3 separate regions of the Sus scrofa genome follow, and all the other regions are linked to region 2. Evidence: chromatin contacts called from public HiChIP or PLAC-seq data. All regions are on one chromosome and are shown on one strand. Each heading gives the region's core, a stretch centred on a gene start, on an enhancer-like site or on the middle of the called end of the contact. The rest is flanking DNA. Distances are from core to core; before and after follow the strand shown. Region 1 has its middle 22 kb from the start of RCBTB2. Region 2 has its middle 110 kb from the start of CDADC1. Region 3 has its middle 55 kb from the start of CYSLTR2.

Region 1 (3,763 bases), core at 284-2,783, 650 kb after region 2:
CTTTTTTATTCATTTATTTATTTTGGCCAATTTTTTGATTTCCAGAGCCTGACAGTGCCCAGTACTGAGTGCTCAAATAAATGTTTGATGGTTGGACAGTCATGCTACTTCCAGCTCCAGGAAAGCTTTTGGTTAAACATGCAAGACAACTGGGTGTCACAAGACTCCCAGGCAAGGCTCACCCATGTCCCTAAAAGCCCACCTCACTCAGATGGCTTGAGCTAGCAGTGCCCAGAAAGGGCAGGCACCGTCTGTAATTAAAAAGGACCTTGGCACTGGCTGACACGCAATGGCCTGAACGTGGCTATAGCTGTTTACAGTTGTCAGTGATTCCAGGAAATTATTTTCTGATGCCATTTCACTAAGAAAATCATGTGATTTCCTTATAGCCAGTTAATTATTGGCTGGTCTTGAATAAATGGTTACACTTAAAGCACAGGTGAAATATGTAGGAAAATAATGCACAGCTCCCATTGACCCTGGCTGTGTCAGGCACTGAACGCTTTTTCAGAGTTGCGTCAGAGAAGGAAGATGAGGTTAAAAGAAAAAGCATGAACTAATGGTTTTTGACTTTGAAAATCCCAATTCCTGTTTCAAACAATGTGTGCTCTCCCTGTGATGCCCCCCTCCCATCCCCAGTAAGTGGCTACACTTTTGTTTTTGGATATAAAAACTGCCTTCAGGCAAGTTTGAACTTGTGTTGGTTGTCTCCACTAGGGCCTTTGAATACTTGTTTAATTGGAACTGAAATAGAACGGTTTGCTCCTGGTAGAAGGAATTCCAGCATTAGGGACAGGGGTGGGAAGTGGCTTTTCCAGAGGGTGGGGTCTGTGGCTGAGACAGCTGGGCAGGTGTGAAAGGAGCACCACAGGTGCCACTCAGCCCTTCTGCCCACTTTGCCTGCACCTGGGCTCGGCCCAAACAGAATGTCAGTGTCAAGGGACCTGCTATGTTCAAGGGACTGAAAGTTACAATATCATCTACAACAATAAAAACCACAAGATTGCTTTCTACTACCAGCCCTCTTGTGTCTTCTAAAATTGGGAGCATCTCAAAGTACTTACATGTATGCCTGTGTCTGTCTGTCTGTGTATATATATATGGGTGTGTGCTATGTATAGAATGTTAGATATAAATATATTTAAACACACAATTAACTGAAAAAATAGAAGGCTTACTCTATCAGGAACTGTATATCCTGCCAGGAAAGAATCTGTCATCACCCCCCACCAAAGGCAGAGTTACTGATTAAATGCCCATGTTCATGTGACATCTGCCTGAGCATACAAAACAGCCTGCAGCTCTCGCTGAGTTTACCATGTGTATTACACACTAGCGTGGGTCCTTCCATAAAGGGAAATCAGACTGAGACGTGAATGGCAAGGGCTGGGCAGTTGGCCAAATTAATACAGACATACTCAGTCTATGGTTAATAGAGACAAGTGTCCACCCTGCGGGATATCATGGCCTTGGCTGTGCCCTACTTCTTCATTTCATGTAGGCTGGTTATGAGCCTGACCCACTGGTAAGCTGACTTACTCAGGCACTGGCTTATTCCAGACTAAACCACTGGCTTCCTATTTCCAGATGATAACACCAAATGCAATGGGCTGAATATTTATGTCCTCCAAACATTCCTCTGTTGAAATTCTAACCTTCATTGTGATGGATTTAAGAAGTGGGGCTTTTGGGAGATGGTGTTTTTCTTGCATGGTCATGAGAGGAGAGTCTTCCTGAACGAGCTTAGTGCCCTTGTGAAAGAGACCCCAGAGAGCTTCCTCACCCCTCCTACCACGTGAGGACACAGCAAGACGACAACCGTCTATGAACCAGGAAGCAAGCCCTCGCCAGACACTGAATTTACCGGTACTTTGGTCTTGAACGTCCCAGCTTTCAGAGCTGTGAAAAACACAATTCTGTTGTGTAAGCCATGCAGTCTGGGTATTTTTGTTACAGCAGCCAGAACAGACTAAGACCCAAGGAAAAGAAAGGCAGTGTTTATTACACACAGGTGCTGTCTAACAATGCTGTCATCCTGGTACTGAAGAAAGTGACCAAGAAACCGGTGAGCTGAAAAGTTATTGGAAAGCTCCCTCCAGTTTACTGTTAGCTGGAAAACTCAGCCCTAGCCCACCTTCACATGGAGCTGTTGCGAGGGGGTTCTCCAAGTCAAGAGGGTGAGAGGAAGGAGGGAGCAGAAGACACTATCATCCACGGTCCACAGGATTCTTACTTGCCTCTCTTCACCCCCAATGTGTGTTCCAGAGGATCAGCCCCAGAGCTGCCAGAGTGACAGCATCTAAGGCTCTCAGGAGGGAACTTTCGAGATTAAAACCTATATCCTAAGCCTCAGGAGCAGCTGGGCCAGGCTCTGCCCAGGATAACACATGCTCCCCACTTGCCCAGGAGTCCAGGAGCCCATCCTCCAGGCACTTCCTTGGTGACTCAGATCTCAGGAGGCTTGGTGACCCTTGGGATGATAATGGTTTTGAAGCTTGTGACAAACTAGCTGAAAAGGAAAAAAATGTCAGCCCCATACACCCCTTCCCCAGAGGAATTGTATGTCTCAGAAAGAGTTCTAAAGAATACCACATTGGGGCATTCCTCTCGTGGCTCAGTGGAAATGAATCTGACTAGCATCCATGAGGACAGAGGTTCAATCCCTGGCCTTGCTCAGTGGGTTAAGGATCCGGCATTGCTGTGAGCTGGCATGTAGGTCACAGACACAGTTTGGATCCCGTGTTGCTGTGGCTGTGATGTAGGCCGGCAGCTACAGCTCTGATTGGACCCCTAGCCTGGGAAACTCCATGTGCTGCAGGTTCAGACCTAAAGACCAAAAAAGGAAAAAAGAATACAATATCAGAGTTCCCACTGTGGTACAGTGGGATCAGTAGCGTTTTGGGAGCATTGGGTCACAGGTTCGAATCCCCAGCCCAGCACAGTGGGTAGGGATGCAGTGCTGCTGCAGCTGCAGCTTAGAACATGACTGTGGCTTGGATCTGATCCCTGGCCCGTGAACTCCACATGCCTCAGGGCAGCCAAAAGTGGGGGCGGGAAGAATACAAGTATCAAAGAGATGACCAGACACAGAGCTTTAGCTTCGTGTTTTGATTTTTACTTCCCCTTCCCCTCAGATATTCATGGTTTCCCTTACAGTCTCAAAGGGAGTCTGAAATTCACCCAAGTTCTTAAAATAAATCCAATTTAATTATTATCATATTTAGACAAATTAATGCACGTCTTAAAATATTTCCAGAAGAGGATAGGAAAGGATCTTTCTTACACAAATTAACAAAAATCAAATGATTGAATTCATTAGACCACCTATTTATGCCATAGGTGCAGCCAAAAATAAAAGTGAAAACGAATGAAGATTTACACTTTAGATAAGCAGAGGTTAAAAAACAGAGTTCCGGAGTTCCCGGCGTGGGTCAGTGGTTAACGAATCCGACGACAAACCACGAGGTTGAAGACTGGATCCCTGGCCTTGCTCAGTGGGTTAAGGATCCCGCGTTGCCATGAGCTGTAGGTCGCAGACGGCTCGGATCCCGCATTGCTGAGTTGTAGGCCGGCAGCTACAGCTGATTGGACACCTAGTCTGGGAAGCTCCAAGTGCCTCAAGCGTGGCCCTAAAAAGACAGGAAAAAAAAAAAAAAAGGCACAGAGGCGGGATCAAGATGGCAGAGGCATATGACGCGGAGCTCATCCTCTCCCACAAACACATTTTAAAAAAACACCTCCATGCAGAACGGTTGGCACAGAA
Region 2 (4,026 bases), core at 655-3,154:
TTGGGAAATTGGTGACAGCGTTGGGCTGACAGCCTGAGCGGGACCTTGCCAATTTTTTGTTTTCCTGGGAAGATTGAGGAAGAACCCGAAGGTCTGTTGTCCCTGGAAGTATCTGATGCCAGCCCCATTTGAATGGACCTAACCGCAGTCTGGAAGTTGCCCATCCCAAAGTAGAGATACGTGCTTAAGATTTGGAGGCCGTTTATATCTTCTATACTTAGAGTTTCCCGGTGGCCTAGTGGTTAAGGATCCAGCATGGTCACTCCTGTGGTGCAGATTCAATCTCTGGCCCTGGACTGCCTTCAGCACGCCGTGGGCACAGCCAAAAAAAAAAAAGGAACTTCTATATTTGAAGAATGGCAAGACTCCTACCTTGTGACTTAATATCTCTCTTTGTAAAACCCAAGTGGAATGAGAAGGAATTTTTCTCTCTGTCTGAGACCACCTGAACTTGTGCTTTTTCCCCCTGCTTAGGGGAGAGAGAATGTTTTCACATGGCCTTTCCCTATTTAGGGATGGAATAATGATGTATGGGATTACTTCTAAAAATTTCCTTTAGGAGCGCATGGGCACATAAAATGAAATAAGATTGACCGTGAGTGATAATTATTGAAGCTGGTTGGTGGGTACATTGGAATTCACCCTACTGATTATTCTCTCTATAACTTTAAAAATAGCAATCCTCTAATGATTTTCTGTGGGACATTTGGAAAAAAATTAGATGAATTCTGTCATCAAAATTTAGGAACCATAATTTACTGGATCCTTTCCTTAGAAGCCACAGTACACATTAGAATGTTAAAGACTCTGAAAAGTCCTGCACCTAAGAGAACTTAAACACAATCCACGTTTTCTTCCAAAAGCTAATTTGACTATTGAAACCCATTTTTTTTTAAACAAACAACACCTGTTAACAACTTGTCAGACTAGCATTGCCTGGGATGCACGTTGGCAAACCCGTTTCAGAAGAGCATGTGGTGACCCTGTTGGTGCCAGAGAACAAGAACCAAGGACAGTTTCCTGCTTTTTCTGCGAAGAACAGATTTTCAGAATTGGGGAAGATTTACTTTTCTTGGATCACAGCAAAAAGCAAGGAAATCACCTCCTTATTATGACAAAGCCAATACACAAGCCTCAATGGGGAGACCTCAGCTCCACGTGCTGGGTTATTCACAGACAGCAGGCGCAGGATGTGTCTAGTGATTATGGGCAGGCTTCAGGGGTCCTACTCCAGCCTAGGTTCAAACCCGGGCTATGTGACCAGAAGTAAGTTGCTTCATCTCTAATATAGGGTTAATAGAGCTAATAAGGCTTTTACAAAAACCCTGTAGAACAGTTGCCAGATTTCCCAAATGAAAATACAGGATTCTGGAGTTCCCATCGTGGCCCAGCGGAAACAAATCTGACTTGGAACCATGAGGTTGCGGGTTCAATCCCTGGCCTCGCTCAGTGGGTTAAGGATCCGGTGTGGCTGTGAGCTGTGGTGTACGTTGCAGACACAGCGAGGATCTGGTGTGGCTGTGGCTGTGGGGTAGGTAGGCCAGCAGCTGCAGCTCTGATTGGATCCCTAGCCTGGGAACCTCCATATACCACAGGTGCAGCCCTAAAAAGACAAAAAGGCAAAAAAAAAAAAAAAAAAAAAAAAACAGGATTCCCAGATATTGCGTGCAACTCACCTATACTAAAAAATTATTCACTGGTAATCTGAAATTCTAATTTAACTGAACATCCTGTTGTCTCCTGGAAACCCTACTTTATAGGTTTGTTGGGAGGCTAATGTAACATCTCCAGGTGGTTTGGGGTCGGGGCAGTAGGACTTGGTGTATGTCTGGTCAGACAGTTTTGGGCTGCGTGTTAGAATAAGGGCCTTCTGGATCTGAGAACACTGAGACCCAGAGAGGGGCGAGCCGTTGTTCAAGGTCACAGAGCGTGTTAGCAGATGTTTCATGTTTAGTTTATCCTTTCTTTAGTTGTGAAAGGAATCAACCTTGACTTTGCAAACCTCACACTAGTGATTCCTAACCTTCCTGGGAATCCAGGAGTACTGGGAGAGGAATACAGAAGGAACTGTAGATACTGGCAGATTTGGGGTCTGTTCTGCAGGTCAGGCAGGGCTTCCTTTTCTAAACCTTTCATGCAGCCTAGAGAGGTATTTTTAAATTAAAGAAAAATGAGATGTAACAATGAGACAGGAAGGAAGCGGACAGGGCACAACCATGAAAAGAATGACGCAGACATTAAGAACAGGATACCACAAAACCGGTTAGAACCGACAAGGCCCAAGACAGCAGAAGAGTTGGCTTCCTGGAGACTTTGAGCTTTATTATACAGTCATTATAATACATTAGCATATGCTAAACAGCTCGCTTGCAGGAACCATGACCTTTCTGAGACTGACCCAAAAAGGCCAAAAAGTGGGCGGTGGCCCACTTCCTGGAAGTCTCTGCCCCTTTCCCAGGAAGGCTGGAGTAATCCTTTCACTCATCAGCCTTTGAAATTACCCGGCCCAGAAAAACTAACCGCCTCCACTGAGCTAATCACAAATCCCGCAACCCCCTCACTCACCTGGTCTTGACAACGCTCTTTTGAAACCCTTGGTGAGTTCCAGGCTCTTAAGCATGAGCCACCCATCTCCTTGCATCTCCTCGCCCTGCAGTAAACCTTTCTCTGCTCCAAAAGCCTACTTTTCATTATTGTTTGACTTCACAGTACTTCAGGCACAGGAACTTGGGTTTCGTTACACCTCTGCTAAAAGGTATCTGTGAGCCAGAAGTTTAAAGTAATGACAACTGTAAAAAGGATTATCTTGGTGGGTTTTGTTTGTTTGTTTCTTTGCTTTTCCACACCCAAGGCATGTGCAAGTTCCCGGGCCAGGGATCTAACCTGCGCCGCAAAAGTGACAATGCAGGATCCTTAACCTGCTGAGCCAGGAGGGAACTCCTCTCGTGGTATTTAAATGAGCAAGAAATAATTTTGTTTTCCATCATGCACTTACTTACCAAACACTTACTGGCATTTGAACTTTATTGAGCACCATGGTTGGTAGATGCTGGTGCTGCTGAGATAAAGCACATATACTTTGGGAAAGGAGCTCAGAGTGAGGCAAGTGAAATCAGGTAAACTAATCATTGCCTAACATGGTGAGCCCAGAGTGCTTGGAAAAGAGAGGAATTGGCTCCCTCTGTGTGCGACAGTCTTTCCTTATTCTCTGAAAACCCAGGTTGCTCTGAAGCAAACTTACCCCAGAACTTAGAGTTGCCTTATTCCTGTGCCCACAAGCTTTTGTAAGCCCCAGCCACATGCTTATCCTCACATGGACTTTTGTTTGCTCTGCACGCCCTCTGTTCTCAATACCAAGTCACTTTTTTTTCTTTTTCTTTCTTTTTTTTTTTTTTTTTTGTCTTTTCTAGGGCCGCACTTGCGGCACATGGAGGTTCCCAGGCATCAGAACTGTAGCTGTCAGCCTACACCACCGCCACAGCAATGCCAGATCCAAGGCTAGGACCTACACCTCAGCTTACACCAACGCCGGATCCTTCACCCGCTGAACAAGGCCAGGGATTGAACCCGCAACCTCATGGTTCCTAGTCGGATTCGTTTCCGCAGTGCCACGATGGGAACTCCCCAAGTCACTTTTCTGAGCAATGAACCCGCAAGTGCCTTTTGGACAGAAACCGAACAGATGTTTCCTGTTGCCAAGTGGACCTTTATAGGTATCATCTCCTACTGAGGGAGGCTGGCAAATTTACTTCCTAGTAGTTACAATGTTTTACTTTTTAGATTCTTTTTCTTTTTACAGCCACACGGTGGCATACGGAAGTTCCCAGGCTAGGGGTCAAATCGAAGCTGCAGCTGCCGGCCTACACCACAGCCAAGCAACGCTGGATAGGAGCCGTATCTAGACCCATATCGCAGCTCACGGCAACTCTGGATCCTTAACCCACTCAGCAAGGCCAGGGATTGAATCTGCATCCCCATGGATATTATGTCAGGTTCTTAGCCTGCTGAGCCACAATGGGGACTCCA
Region 3 (3,666 bases), core at 852-3,351, 550 kb after region 2:
CAAACGGGATCTCCAGTCAGGCACCCACAGGCACTGAAGAAGCCCTGTGGGGGAATGTTCCAGAGTCCTTTTAACAGCCTCAGCCAACCGCAGTGCGTCCCAGGGCTGTGTCCTGTCTTGAAACATAGCTGAGACTGGGAGCCAAAAACTGGATTGCACAGAGCCCACTTCTGCTTTTAAATATGGACCAGTTATATGGCTTAAGGCGGTCCACTCTTCATCCTGAGAACAAACAGGATATTTAAAATGGCATTCATTTGGTAAACATTTAGAAAAGTGAGTGTCTCTTTTGTGCCAGATACCAGGCTGGACTGAGCAGCCAGGGATGAACAAGAGCTGGTTGGTCCCTATGGGACCACATCGTCCAGTGTGGGAGGCGGACATGGCAAAACGCAGTACAGGTTCCAGTGCCAGCTGTGACACATCCCCTGGGAGCAGAGAAGAGAGCACATGGAACACTGATGGTGGCCTTGGGGCTTCTGTAGACAAAGCAACATCTGAGCTGAAGATAAGTGGCCAGGAGGGTGGATGCAAAGCCTGGGTGTGAGGAAGAACATGGTGAGCTGCAGCCCGCCCTTGGAATGAGAAGGGTGACAAGAGGGATTCCCAAAGCCTTCAAGGCAAGCAGTACTGCATTTTAACAACCACGAGCTGAAGCCTGTTTGGGCTGGAGATTTCTCAAGGTGGAGGCTTCCATCTTGGAACAGTGAATGCCTCGGTTTGTACCCAGCTGCGATGCCCAGCAGCCAGTACCTGTCTGATGGAACTGTTTGTCCTTTAGCCTCTCCCCCTTCTTTGTAACCTCAGGGGACACCTCAGCTCCTGGAATGTCCGGCAAGGCAGTTTGCTCACCAAGAATTCTGGGTGTACCTGGGAGGAGTGGAGACTGGAAAGACCTTCCAGAACATTCAAAAGTCCTGCCAGCCACTTCAGACTGCTTGTGTGCCGTGGAGTCAGCTTACATAATTTGTCTCCAGGCACCCAGCTAGAATCCAGAGCATTCAAATCGTCACAGTCTGACTCCACAACACACAAGCAGGATTCTAGCTGTGTGCCTGGAGGCAAATGATGTAACCTCTCTGAGCTTTCATTCTCTTGTTTGTCAAGTGGGAATACTAAGAATTGGGTGGTTGTGGCATTCCCATCATGGCTCAGCAGTAAGGAACCTGACTAGTATCCATGAAGATGCAGGTTCATCCCTGGCCTCACTCAGTGGACTAAAGATCCCGCATTGCCTTGAGCTGTGGTGTAGGCCACAGATGCGGCTCGGATCCCACGTTGCTGTGGCTGTAGCCTAGGCCAGCAGCTGCAGCTCCAATTCAACCCCTAGCCTGGGAACTCCATGTGCCACGGGTGTTGCCCTAAAAAGACAAAAAATAATAATAATAATTGGGGTGGTTGTAAGGACTAAACAAAAGAAAGCATGTAAGGCAGATAGCACTGTGCATATTAAATACTTAATACATTTCATTATCATTATAGTTAATATGTGTCCATGTTTCTGATATCTCTTTAAAAATTCCGTGTCCTTTCAATGCTTATTCACTCTTTCTTCTGCTTATAGCCACTAAATAGATCCCATCGAGCTCTGTTTCCTGCGTTTGTATTATGAAAAGAGTAGACATATTGGATATTCTTTCTCAAACCAGGAATTCTCCCCTGGAGATCCTGATGCCTGCCTCCACCCCACCACTGGTTGAGAAACCCTGATGAGGTCACTGTAGGCTTTTAAGCCCAGGAGACACACAACTAGATGAGGCTGCTTGCAGTATCACTCCATTATCTTGGGATCGAATTTATAGCATGTGTCTAAAATAGTTTATAAGCTCTTGTGTCTTCTTTTGTCAACTGCCTGAATTTTTTATTTCCGGGGAGATCATACTCAGGCTTCCCATGTCTACTGTACCAGTTTGGGGCCCAGAGACGTTATATTTTACACCCTGTTGAAATAAACCCTTGTCATTTTCTGGGCTAACACTCCCTGGATGAGTCAGAGATTTACTTCAAGCACTGCGGCCTCTGCAGACTCCCTAAGGGTGAGGCCACTCTTCTCTCTGAGGGTCTCTGGCTAGGCTGCCACCTAATGGTGAGTTTTGTGAGTTTAAAAAAAAAAAAAAAATGCTTTTGAGAAGCACTGTACACGCACCCTTGGAAATGAGACCCGCTGCTGCTGTGAGTCATTCCGGATGACAGCGCAAGAGATATTTACTCATCTTGGTAAAAGATGACTAATCGGCTTCTGGCCGATTGGAGGCTGTCTTTGAAAAGCAATCCAATTTTGTTTTCTTCAATTATGAATTTCAGGATTTTGTTTTCTTTCAAATATGATTTTTCTCTTTGAAACCCGCCCTAGCAGAGGAAGGACTAGGCTGGCATTCGGGGAGGGAAGGGTGTCTTGCTGATGTTTATCCAGCCTTTAGAATGTGCAGAGTTCCACTGTGAGCGCTAAGAACATCTCACTTAATCCTTATTCAATCCTGAGGCAGACAGAGTCATAAAAATGAAGCTAAAACCCATTATTTAGTGTCATTGTTGTGGTTGTTATTTTCTAAAGGAGAGAATTAAGGTTGAGGGAGGTCTAATTCCACTTAGTAAGTGGCAGGACTGGGATTCTAACCCAGGCCTGTCTGACACAATAGCTGTGTTCTTGACCATTCTTGACCTTGTTCTTGATCTGAATGCTGCCTTCACATCTCTGCACCTGCTGGCCACCAGCATCAGCTTATCCTGCAAATATTTATCAAGGCCCAAAATGTGTACTTTCCTGAACACTCGTTGTCAGCTATGATCCAGACATGGACCCTTCCCTTGTGGAGCTTATAGTCTGATGGGAGGAAAAAAAAAAAAGAAAATGCAATATAGCTTGATAAATGCTATAGTGAGGTGTGCACAGGGTGCTGGGGGGGGCCATGTATATGAGTAGTTTTTGGTGTAGCATGGGGGCAGTCAGGATAGACTTCCTGGAGGAGGTGACCAGGGTAATTCCTTTTGGAGGAATGGGAATTAGGCAGGCCCAAGGAAGGAGAGAATTAGAGAAGGATATTTCAGGCAGAATAAGTAGCAAATACAAATGACTAGAGATCTCAGGTGCCTGCTAGGAAAACACTCACATAATTGGAGAGTTTCAGTGAGGAACCAAGGAGTTGGCTCATTGGGGTGCTAACTTTTGTCTTCTGTGTTTGGCAGGATGCTGGCAACCTCATTCTGGAAAGAACACTGCTTTGCAAAGGAAAAGCTCTGAGAGAGAGGTAAGAGGAAAGTCTTTTCTTCCCCCTTGTGGCCTGAAGTGGATGTGTGACTGCTGTCCTGGGCCTCACCAGAAGCTCTGAGAAGCCTGATAAGGATGCTGTTAGAAAGGTCCAGGTTCAGCCACAGCGGAGCTGGTGGACAGGCCCACGCTGTGTGGTCAAGACAGCACAGCGCCCCACGTTACACCCTGGTGCAATCTCAAAGCCGAAGATAGGGAGGATGAATCTTGTTTTCCTATTAAACATAACTACAGAGAAGGAAACCACTGGGATAGAATGGAAGAAGAGAGTGCTCGTGGTCGTGTGCTTCTAGTACCTTCCATGGGTGGTGAGGAGGAACCACAGGCTCTTCTCTGAAGGGTAAGACCATGGGAAGGCACCTTTGCTGCCATTTCTCCCTGGTACTCCCCCCGCCCAG

The links. HiChIP or PLAC-seq counts read pairs in DNA pulled down with a chosen protein or histone mark.
Region 1: a contact with region 2 is called in an H3K27ac HiChIP or PLAC-seq map of alveolar macrophages. The contact joins two enhancer-like sites.
Region 3: an H3K27ac HiChIP or PLAC-seq map of alveolar macrophages shows a contact between it and region 2. The contact joins two enhancer-like sites. A contact is called at or near these places in 1 of 47 Hi-C or Micro-C datasets (embryonic fibroblasts) and 1 of 2 datasets of contacts at active chromatin or transcription factors (alveolar macrophages).

Annotation. Positions count from the first base shown.
Region 1 is chr11:19,058,193-19,061,955 of Sscrofa11.1, forward strand. No RefSeq gene overlaps it. Among named protein-coding and RNA genes, the nearest start is that of RCBTB2, 22 kb to the right of the region's middle. Within about 2 kb of position 1,534, at least 8 of the 83 cell types and tissues checked have an H3K27ac peak or open chromatin away from gene starts, as enhancers often do. A contact at or near this core is called in alveolar macrophages, where this site is marked.
Region 2 is chr11:18,406,672-18,410,697 of Sscrofa11.1, forward strand. No RefSeq gene overlaps it. Among named protein-coding and RNA genes, the nearest start is that of CDADC1, 110 kb to the right of the region's middle. Within about 2 kb of position 1,905, at least 15 of the 83 cell types and tissues checked have an H3K27ac peak or open chromatin away from gene starts, as enhancers often do. A contact at or near this core is called in alveolar macrophages, where this site is marked.
Region 3 is chr11:18,954,305-18,957,970 of Sscrofa11.1, forward strand. No RefSeq gene overlaps it. Among named protein-coding and RNA genes, the nearest start is that of CYSLTR2, 55 kb to the right of the region's middle. Within about 2 kb of position 2,102, at least 25 of the 83 cell types and tissues checked have an H3K27ac peak or open chromatin away from gene starts, as enhancers often do. A contact at or near this core is called in alveolar macrophages, where this site is marked.